2 separate regions of the Capra hircus genome follow, and region 2 is linked to region 1. A link is a contact called in public Hi-C data. All regions are on one chromosome and are shown on one strand. The core of a region is the stretch at or near the end of the contact, and the rest is flanking DNA. Distances in the headings are between cores, read along the strand shown. Region 1 has its middle 70 kb from the start of ARNTL. Region 2 overlaps ARNTL (aryl hydrocarbon receptor nuclear translocator-like protein 1).

The links. A called contact is a pair of places that touch in the nucleus more often than the background predicts.
Region 2: a Hi-C map of liver shows a contact between it and region 1, with 3 times the contacts expected there. The contact joins two enhancer-like sites. A contact is called at or near these places in 2 of 5 Hi-C or Micro-C datasets (blood and liver).

Annotation. Positions count from the first base shown.
Region 1 is chr15:42,860,647-42,865,869 of ARS1.2, reverse strand. No RefSeq gene overlaps it. Among named protein-coding and RNA genes, the nearest start is that of ARNTL, 70 kb to the left of the region's middle. Within about 2 kb of position 3,754, at least 3 of the 5 cell types and tissues checked have an H3K27ac peak or open chromatin away from gene starts, as enhancers often do.
Region 2 is chr15:42,992,552-42,998,066 of ARS1.2, reverse strand. The region is part of intron 1 of ARNTL (aryl hydrocarbon receptor nuclear translocator-like protein 1); the gene reads right to left. Among named protein-coding and RNA genes, the nearest start is that of ARNTL, 63 kb to the right of the region's middle. Within about 2 kb of position 3,131, at least 1 of the 5 cell types and tissues checked has an H3K27ac peak or open chromatin away from gene starts, as enhancers often do.

The DNA.
Region 1 (5,223 bases), core at 2,505-5,004:
TCTTTCGTTTTTTATGAGCACACATTTCCATGCACATGATGCAAGACTGGAAAGATTCCCAAGAGCAGACAATGAAAAGTCTTTTTTTTTTTAACCTCTTCTTGCCCCAACTAATCTCTCTGGAGACAACAGTATGTGGGAGGGATTGGGAATAGGAGACAGGACGCAGATGCTCAGCTCAAAGGCCAGTGTTAAGAGCCTGGGAGGCTGCAAGGAGCGGGGAGCTGAGGGAGCTAGTGTGACCATAACTATGGAGGAGGTTGATTGGAAATGAGGAGCGGGGATGGGGGAGGAGAGCTTGCAAAATGTCAGAAATGGGGGCCAGGTTAGTAGAGAATCAGTTATGGAAGGCAAATGAGGAGCCAGGTTGAAAAGGACAAGTCCCAGTGGACAGTGGGACAGTATCAATTGCAGGGTCCTGAAAAAACGCAAAGTAGACAGAAGAGGACGCAGCCATGTGGAATTTGGTCTGCAGAGAGCAGGTGAAGTTTTGCTGGGCTTTGAAGACCACGTCGTACACAGCTGGCCATGACAGGGAGGGCATTCTAGAAGATGGGACCTGCGGGGCCAGCGGTCAGAAGGCGAGACTGAGGGATGACGATGGAGAAGTTTAGCTGCAAGGCAGGCTGACGTACGTGACTGTGCGTGAAAACAGAGTTGGGCCAGATTACAGACAACTTAGAGAACTGGCCAGAGGTATTTGGACTTGAGACTCAAGAATAGATTTGGAAAGATGAAGAAAATAAAATGTTTCCTATTGAGGTTTTGGTGGTGGTGGTTTAGTCACTAAATCATATCTGACTCTTGTGACCCCAAGGACTGTAGCCTGCCAGGCTCCTCTGTCCACGGGATTTCCCAGGCAAGAATAATGGAGTAGGTTGCCATTTTCTTCTCCAGGAGAGCTTCCCAGCCCAGAAATCAAACCTGCAACTCCTGCTTGGCAGGCAGATTCTTTACCAACTGAGCCACCAGGGAAGGCCTAATGATGTTTTACACATACCCTATTAACGTCTTGTTTGGACACCTCTTTGCTGAAGCTTCTTTGTCCTTCTTTCCAAAAGCTAAGACTTCCTCCTGTGCTTTGTATCTACTTCTGCTTTTCTACTCCCCTGTCATTATTCACGTACACGCCTGGCTTCCCTACTAGAGTGTCTTTCTTATTTCCCATTTTCATAATTCTGGAGCCACCAATAATAATCAGTTCAGTTCAGTTCAGTCGCTCAGTCATGTCTGACTCTTTGCAATTATATCTTGATTTATTGAGCGCTTACTATGTGCCAGGCACTGCTTTATGTGCCTTACAAATACTATATTAATAAATCCTTTCAACAAATACCTGTTGCTGAAATCCTTTCAACAAAATCCTATAAAACAAATACCTGTTATCAGCCCCATTTTACAGATGAAGAGACTGAGGCACAGAGAATTTACTTGCCCAGGGTCACATTGCTGGTAGGTAGAAGCCAGGATCTGAATCCGAGCTGTTTAGCTACAGAGCCTACATCCTGCATTATTTTAATAACAATGATGACATTTGGGGGAACATTTGGGAAGGACCAGGGGCAGAGCAAAATATTTTATGTGTAATAGGTCATACAATCCCTCAACAATCCTAGGAGGGAGGTCTGTTATTGTTCTCTTCTGGCTGATAAAACTGAATCTTAAGCCATGTCTGAGTCATTGAGGATGAAAGCAAAGGGCTTGGCTCCGTGGCCCCAGACTCTTAGATGTTGGTCTACACTTCCTTCCAGCATAGTATGTGCTCAGTAGATATTTAAGAGACAAATAAATGAATAAAATGGAGGAGGGAAAGAGTGAAGGGAGGGAGGGATAGAGGGAGGAACAAGGAAAGAAAGAAGGAAATAGAGGAAAAGACATCCAACATGCTATAGTGATCAGCTACCTCTCAAACTCAATCAATGTTTGTAATGCAATAAACATTCCATCATGTAAATATTGTGAAAGAGGACTCTGGAAGTAAAACCTTTAAATCAAAGAAAATTCCAGAACATCAAAGACTGGTAGAGAAATTCTTGGGAGTAGTAAGAGCTTCTTGCTAAGTCACTTCAGTCGTGTCCAACTCTGTGTGACCCCATAGACGGCAGCCTACCAGGCTCCCCTGTCCCTGGGATTCTCCAGGCAAGAACACTGGAGTGGGTTGCCATTTCCTTCTCCAATGCATGAAAGTGAAAAGTGAAAGTGAAGTCGCTCAGTCGTGTCTGACCCTCAGCGACCCCATGGACTGCAGCCTTCCAGGCTCCTCCATCCATGGGATTTAAGAGTACTGGAGTGGGGTGCCATTACCTTAAAGCCCAGGTATATAAGCCAGCAATGGATTTAACTCACCAGTCTTGACACACTTCCTTGGAATAGCAAATTATAATGAGTACTGGTTACTTAAAAGCCACCCATACTCAAGAGGTACCTTTTCTGAAATGCTTCTCAGGGTTTGGTTTTTCTTAAGAGATACCATTAATCTCTATTATTCTGTGACCTAATTTGACCGTCAAGAGGAATGAAGACTGAAATGGTTTCCTTTTCTTCAGGAGGATGTTTTCTGGTTTTATAGATACCATGTGAGCGCATGTGTTCTGTATTTCTCTCTTGCTGTCTGCCTCAGGAAGGGATGCAATTTCTGCAGGCTAGGCAGGAGGTAATTTTCTTAGGTTAATCAAGCAAAGCCTGGTGGATTTTTCTACCACAGACAGGAAGGCCTCAGTTTAGCACATTAACAGTAACCGTATTTTCCAAACCCCAAATAGGGGCACAGCATCTGGTGGAGCACTGAATTCTGCTTTATGAGTGTGGTCATGTGACCTTCCCACCAACGTACAAAAATGACATCATCCGTCACTAGCCATGTAATGAATTGCCTTTATGGAAGGTAAAATGGCTGGATGCCGGGGACAGCAGGGATACAGGGACAAGGGGTCCTTGCACCTCCAGAGCCAGGGATCTTTAAGGAGATCAGGGATGGGGTCTCTCTGTGCCCCAGATGGAGAGGGCCTTGGTGACATGGCATTGCTCACCGTCCCTGTGGTTAATGAGCTCACCCTCGGGCCGCCGGCCGGTCTGCCGCTAGCTAGCTGCCAGCCTCTCCTCTCCGGCTGTGAGTCAGCCGTGGGCTGTCACTCGATCCAGCTGGGCCATGGAGCCTCACGAGGAAGCCTGCCCTGCCCAGGTTGCCGCCAGCTTCCCTTCCCTGGTGCCTGGTGGGGAAGCAGCTTGTCCTGGTTAGAATTCAGGGCTTTGTTAAGAGGCCCCTTGTCACACCCACAGACATCCCACCCCAGCCAGAGGAGGCGGGCCAGCCCAGGAAGGGGACTCCTGCACACACACAGGGTTCTTTGAAGCACTCTAGAGATTTCACACAGTTAATCTCCTTTGTCCTGCACATAATTCCAGTGGAATTAGTCAGCTTTAATGGGTAGCATCTCACCCTACTTCCCTTTCTGCCTGGAAGTACACCCACTAGCCTCTCCCTCCAAACCCTTTGTTTTTCAGCTCCTGGTTGGTAGTCATTCAGCCTATTAACCCTTGCACAGTGCATTGGATGAGGACAGGGGAAGGAAGGAATCTGCACTGAAGTTATAGGGCAGGAGCCTTTGACAGGATTATTCTGTTGAATCTTCACCACTGTCCTTCAAGGTAGGAATTTTTGTCCATCTAGATGAAGAAATTGAGGGTCAAGCAAATTACATGTCATTTGCTCAAGGTCACAAAGCTGGTGAGGGGCAAGAGCAGGGATTCAAATTGGAGTCCATCTGGTTCCTTGACACTTGCTAATTCTATTAACCAGCACAGCAGGAGAGTTATCTGGGGGAACTGCTATTCCTTACACTGTTTTCGTTTATTTTTCGGCAAGAGAAGAGATTTCCTCCCACAGATCTTTACTGTGGGAAACCTTGTTGACTGCATGACCGTGTCCTCAGTCATGGCGTGATTTTTGACACTGTGATGATGCATTGTTGCAAGCTGCAGACATGGTGTCAGTCATCCCCTTGACCAGAATACACACAGCTGGATAACACAGAGCTCAGACAATTGCCTGTTGTTCAACTCTTTGAGCTCAGAGGATCATCACTTGCCAAATCTGTCCATCCACCTGCTCCCCGACACTCTACTGTCCCACCTCACTCTCCAACTCTGGCTCCCAGGTAGCCTTGGTTCTCTGCTCTCTTCCTACTTTCCTTTCCCCTGTAATTTTCTAAACCAGGTGCATTCACACAATATCATCTTCTGTTTAAAAACTATCAGCAGTCTCATGCTGGGTAGATATCCAAAGAAAATGAAATCAGGATCTTGAAAAGATATCTGCTCTCCCATATTTATTACATTATTCACACTAGCTGAGACATGAAAAAACCTCAGCATCCACTGATGGATGAATGGGTGAAGAAATGGGATGGAGATTTATATATGCTCATATGCTCAGTCACTAAGTCATTTCTGACTCTTTGTGACCCCATGGACTGTAGCCCACCAGGCTCCTCTGTCCATGGGATTTTCCTGGCAAGAATACTGGAGTGGGTCACCATTTCCTTCTCCAGTATATTTATATAAAGAAATATTATTCAGTCTTAAGAAAGAAGGAAATCCTGCCATTTGCAGCAACATGGATGAACCTGGAGGATGGTAGGCAAAGTGAAATAATCCAGACACAGAAAGACAAAAAATGAATGATCTCACTTACACGTGGGATCTGAACTAGTTGAACTCTCAGGGTAGAATGGGGTTGCCAGCGGTTTGATGGGAGTGGAGGGGTGGAGGTGGGAAAAGTGGGAAAATATTTGCTAAAGGATATAAAACAGCTCAATAGGATGAATAAGTTCTTGGGGTCTAATGCACAGTGTGGTGACTATGGTTAACCTATTGATTGTACTTGACATTTGTTAAGAGGTAGATGTTAATTGTTAAAAAGGTAACTCTCTGTGGTGACAGCTATGTTATCTAACTTGACTGTGGTGATCATTTCACAAGGTACACGATATCAAAATGCTGTACTGTATGCCTTAAGTATACACAATTTTTATTTGTGAATTATACCCCAATATTAAAAAGCAGGGACATAATTTTGTTGACAAAGGTCCATGTAGTCAAAGTTTGGATGTGGCAGTTGAACCATAGAGAAGGCTGAGTTCTGAAGAATTGATGCTTTCAAGTTGTGGTGTTGGAGAAGACTCTTGAGAATGCCCTGGACAGCAAGGAGATCAGACCAGTCAA
Region 2 (5,515 bases), core at 1,882-4,381, 130 kb before region 1:
GAGGGGAGGGCCTGGCCAGTGGATAAGCTCTGGGAGTAGAAGGGAGAGGATGAGGGTGATGGGGAAAGGCTTGAAGAGGGACCTGGGAGTGGGGCTGGAGAACACTCTGGAGGCCCGTGTGCTGCAGTGGGCAGCGCGGAGAGCACCCCTGAATCTGAAACCGAGGATGCTGCTTTGAGAGTCCACCCCTTTTGTCCTACGGCCAGTTAAACTAAAATCAGAGAAATAACTACCATGGGAAGCTGGGAAGACGATAACGAGAAAGCCAGATCAATAGGTAATACTAACAAAACTGTAGAGTTACCAGGAAGATGAGATGGTGAAAGCAAAGGACGATGACCTCCCTGCAGAGATGGGGATACAGGGGAAGGGGGGCCAGTGGCTGACAGTGCCGCCAGAACCAGGATGCACGGTGGGGAAGCGGGGGGACGAGGGGCTCGGGGATACAGTCCCGCCTGCTGCAGGGTTGGACTGATGGGGAAGGAGGCCTCGGATGGCTACCACGGCCCCAAAGCCCCAAAGTAATGCATCCAGCAGAACTTACTAGGCACCCCTGTAGGCCAGGTAATTTCCACAATGAAAGAACTGGTCATCGGAGTAAACTTCCACCACAGATTGCCCGTGGCCGTCAAATTTCAATTCGGGACAGTTTTGTAATGATGAAGACACTATGCGTGTGCAGTCCCACAATCCTTCGTGAATCTTTCAACAGATATTCACTAAAAGCATCCAGGTACCATGCACTGCTCTCCATGGCAGGGCTGGGGTGGGGAACACAGACCCTTGCCCTCCTCTCATATACATTCTGGTGACCAAGGCCAGCAGAGGGATAAAGAAGTAAACGATGCTGGGAGGTGGGAAGTGCTGGGGAGGAAAGTCCGCCACGGGGCAGGAGGAGCGCTGGGGAGGAAGGTGGAGACGTGGGGAGCCAGAGAAGCAAGGAGTGTTCCAGGCGAGAGAGGAACCGGTGCTGTGGTGGAGGCCACAGGGTGCTGGGCCAACCCCTGTAAGGACCTTGGCTTTGACTCTGAGTGAAAAGGGATGGCATGACCCACCTGGGATTTAAATCTGGCTGTCGTGCTGAGAAGCAAGGTGGGGAGGGGGGACCCTGTGGGGGCGGTGCTGTGCATATAGCCATGCACAGTGATGGAGGAGCTGTGTGTGTGTGTGTCTGTGCGTGCATGTCTGTGAGTGTATATGGCGGGTGATGTGTGTGTGTGTGTGTGTGTGTGCATGCATGTCTGTGGGTGTATATGGCAGGTGGTGTGTGTGTGTGTGTGCGTGCATGTCTGTGAGTGTATATGGCGGGTGATGTGTGTGTGTGTGTGTGCATGTATGTCTGTGAGTGTATATGGCGGGTGATGTGTGTGTGTGTGTGTGCATGTATGTCTGTGAGTGTATATGGTGGGTGATGTGTGTGTGTGTGCGTGCATGTCTGTGAGTGTATATGGCAGGTGATGTGTGTGTGTGTGTGCGTGCATGCATGTCTGTGAGTGTATATGGCGGGTGATGTGTGTGTGTGCGCATGTCTGTGAGTGTATATGGCGGGTGATGCGTGTGTGTGTGCGTGTGTGCGTGTGTGCATGCATGTCTGTGGGTGTACATGGTGGGTGGTGTGTGTGTGTGCGTGCGTGTCTGTGAGTGTGTATGGTGGGTGGTGTGTGTGTGCGTGTGTGCGTGCATGTCTGTGAGTGTATATGGCGGGTGATGTGTGTGTGTGTGTGTGTGTGCATGCATGTCTGTGGGTGTATATGGCAGGTGGTGTGTGTGTGTGTGTGCGTGCATGTCTGTGAGTGTATATGGCGGGTGGTGTGTGTGTGTGTGTGCACGTATGTCTCTGAGTGTATATGGCGGGTGATGTGTGTGTGTGTGTGTGCATGTATGTCTGTGAGTGTATATGGCGGGTGATGTGTGTGTGTGTGTGTGCATGCATGCATGTCTGTGAGTGTATATGGTGGGTGATGTGTGTGTGTGTGTGTGTGCATGTATGTCTGTGAGTGTATATGGCGGGTGGTGTGTGTGTGTGTGCGTGCATGTCTGTGAGTGTATATGGCAGGTGATGTGTGTGTGCATGCATGCATGTCTGTGAGTGTATATGGCGGGTGATGTGTGTGTGTGTGTGTGCATGTATGTCTGTGAGTGTATATGGCGGGTGATGTGTGTGTGTGTGTGTGCGTGCATGTCTGTGAGTGTATATGGTGGGTGATGTGTGTGTGTGTGTGCATGTATGTCTGTGAGTGTATATGGCGGGTGATGTGTGTGTGTGTGTGTGCGTGCATGTCTGTGAGTGTATATGGCAGGTGATGTGTGTGTGTGTGCATGTATGTCTCTGAGTGTATATGGCGGGTGGTGTGTGTGTGTGTGTGTGCGCGTGTGCGTGCATGTCTGTGAGTGTATATGGCGAGTGATGTGTGTGTGTGCATGCATGTCTGAGTGTATATGGCGGGTGGGGTGTGTGTGTGTGTGTGTGTGTGCACATGTCTGTGAGTGTATATGGCGGGTGATGTGTGTGTGTGTGTGTGCATGCATGTCTGTGAGTGTATATGGCTGGTGATGTGTGTGTGTGTGTGTGCATGGATGTCTGAGTGTATATGGCGGGTGGTGTGTGTGTGTGTGTGTGTGTGTGTGTGTGCGCGTGCATGTCTGTGAGTGTATATGGCGGGTGATGTGTGTGTGTGTGTGTGCATGCATGTCTGTGAGTGTATATGGCGGGTGATGTGTGTGTGTGTGAGATAAAGGTAGCAGCATCACCAGTGAAAGCCAGTGAGGAAACATCTAGAACAGTGAACAGTCAGGAAAAGATGACACAACTCAGGCCCGGTCTGAGGAGTGACTGAAATAATTCGAGGTATATTTTCAGGCAGGCTGTGCGGATGAATGGGATGTGAAGTCTAAGAGGAGCTGGGGCTGGGTGGCCATGGTGGGGTGGTGAGAAGCTGCTGAGTGTTGGATATACTGTGAGGGAACAGCTGGTGGGATTCCACATGTTTTTCTGGTATGAGGGCTGTAGCCCTTCCATGAACAGAACAAAGGCCCCCAGCCCAGGGAGCCAGTGGGAGAGAAGATCCCCCCTGAACTCCCCTTGCTGGGCCACGTGCCCGTGTGACGGCTGGTGGAAGAAGAGCCTTCCTGTGGTCCAGCTAGCAGGGCAGGAGCAGACGGTTGGGGACATGTTGAGTGGGAGGTCTGCATCACAGACTACACTGTGGTCCATGTACCTGCCGCCTGCCTTCCTGGAGCAGCGCCCAGCTCCCATTGACTGAGCATGACACATGCTGAGGACGGTGCTAGCCCTTACCCAGCTCATTTGGTTCACCACGACCTTTTGGGGAAGGTATTATGATCACCATCATGTAAAAAGATGGTATTGAGGCTCAGAGAGGTGTAGCAACTTGTCCAAAATCACACAGCCAGAATGGGGGATCAAAGACAGAACCCCGACATGCCCGACTCCCAGAGCTAGAACTCTGCATATGCTTTGTTGCTGCAGAGACTCAGCAAAGAAAAGCAAAAGTGATATCCCACGTAGGAGGAAGAGGGCAGGGCTGGCTCTCGCCCACCTGCCTCCCGCCTCTGGTTCAAGGATGCCCAAACGGGTCACAAGGCTGTGAATCGACCACAGTGCTGGGGGCACGGCTGGTGTGTTTGGTTAAACACTAAATCAGATGGTCCCTCCTGTTCCAGTCTGGAATGCCTGGGAACCTTTCTGAAATGTACTTGTCCACTTGCCTGCCCTGGCAAACACAGTTTGAGGGCGACGATTTAACTGTATGATGAGTGCCAAGGCCTCCTGCCAGCGCCCCAGATCTCAGATGTTCATCTGAGTGTTTCCTGACCCCAGGAATAACCCTGCAAGTTCCTCTTTTAACTAAAATGGAATCTGCTTGTTTTCTTTCACTGGTCTCTTTCCTACACGAGGAATAAACAAAATTTCAGCGATTTCAGTTTCATTTTTCTGAGCCTTAGTAATAGCAAGTGAGAGTTATATGTCTAAGAATCTCAAACAACGTGAGTTGTAGAGCTCAAGATAATTTTTCTGAGAAAAATATTCAGTGCAAGAATCACAACAAAAATGACGACACAAAAACTGGCAGCAGAAACCACGCACTGGGCTTTTATTTTGTGCCATGAAGTGTTTTTTCATCTAGTTCTCAGTTAGAAGTAACTAATCCTCAGAGAGGTCAAGTAAACTGCCTGTCAATTTTTAGCAAATGAGTGGGAAAGCCAGGATTCAAACTCAGGGTCATCTGACTCCAGAGCTCTGTGGCAGGTAAAGAAATATTATCCTTTCTGAATTAAGTGAAACAAAACAAAAATAAAACCTGCTGTAAATCCATGAAAAGCCAATCACCTCAGTGGAAAAATAAAGCACGTGAATAGGTAATTTGCAAAACCTGTACAGTCCATTTGTTCAGGCAGAGGTCACAAAACAACAAAAACAAACTTGGTAAAAGCAAGGAGGGCTGCCTGCCTGGTTTTCCCTTCTGAAAAATCTACACATAGATGGTAACACACACACACACACACACACACACACACACACACACACAGATGGGAGTGATGAAAAAAATAAAGATGGCCAAGCTGAAAAAAGCTGATGATAAAAACTGTGTTTTAGACTCTAAGATTATATATTTTCTAAAAGGGCCAGGGGAGACATCAAAACACTTTATTTCTCTGACAAGGGATGCAGTTAAATTCTGACTTCTATTACATATCCTTACGTAAAAGGAAATTTCTAAGTGAAACCATTTCTTTTTATTTCAAGTCTATCCTAAGGTTTCTCCAGCTGATTTATAAGCTAACACACACACACAAACTCTCCCCCTCTCTCTCATACTTTCAAAGACTCAATACAGATATTTTTAATATTCTTTTCATTCACTTGAAATAAAATTTGTAAATCATATAACCTGCCAACACTTACAATTTCAAGACAATCAACATTGCTGTAATACAAAGAAGAAAGAAAATAAAGTTAGTTAAAGTAAAATAACACATCCATCAATATGCAGAGGTTGGGCACAGCTACTCTCCAGACATAGTGAAAGATGTAATGAGATGCCTATAGCTATTTATAACAAATAGGTAAACCTCATATACTTCGGTGCTTGTGTTCCTGGAAAATTCAGTATATATTAAAAACATGCAAATTTTATTTTTGTTTATATGTAAAATGAAGTCACATTCCAGGCCCAGGTCATTACATACACAGTTTCACCTACACGAATGCCCTCTGAACTTTAGGAAACTGGGTGGGATGCTGGACAGTTCTTTGTTCTCCATGTGTTAATCCAGCATCTCTGCTGCCCTGCCCCGCCAGGCGAAAGCCCTGATCCCCACAGTGACAGCCCAACCACCTTGCACATTCCCAAGACGTCCTATAGGGGGCGCTACGCACTCATTCAGAACCAGTATGTTTCAACTCGTCTGCAAAGAGAAGGGTCAAAGAGAGGGGTAAGATAGTTACTAAAGCCATATAAGAAATCAACAGCAGAGTGGATGGCGGAGAAGA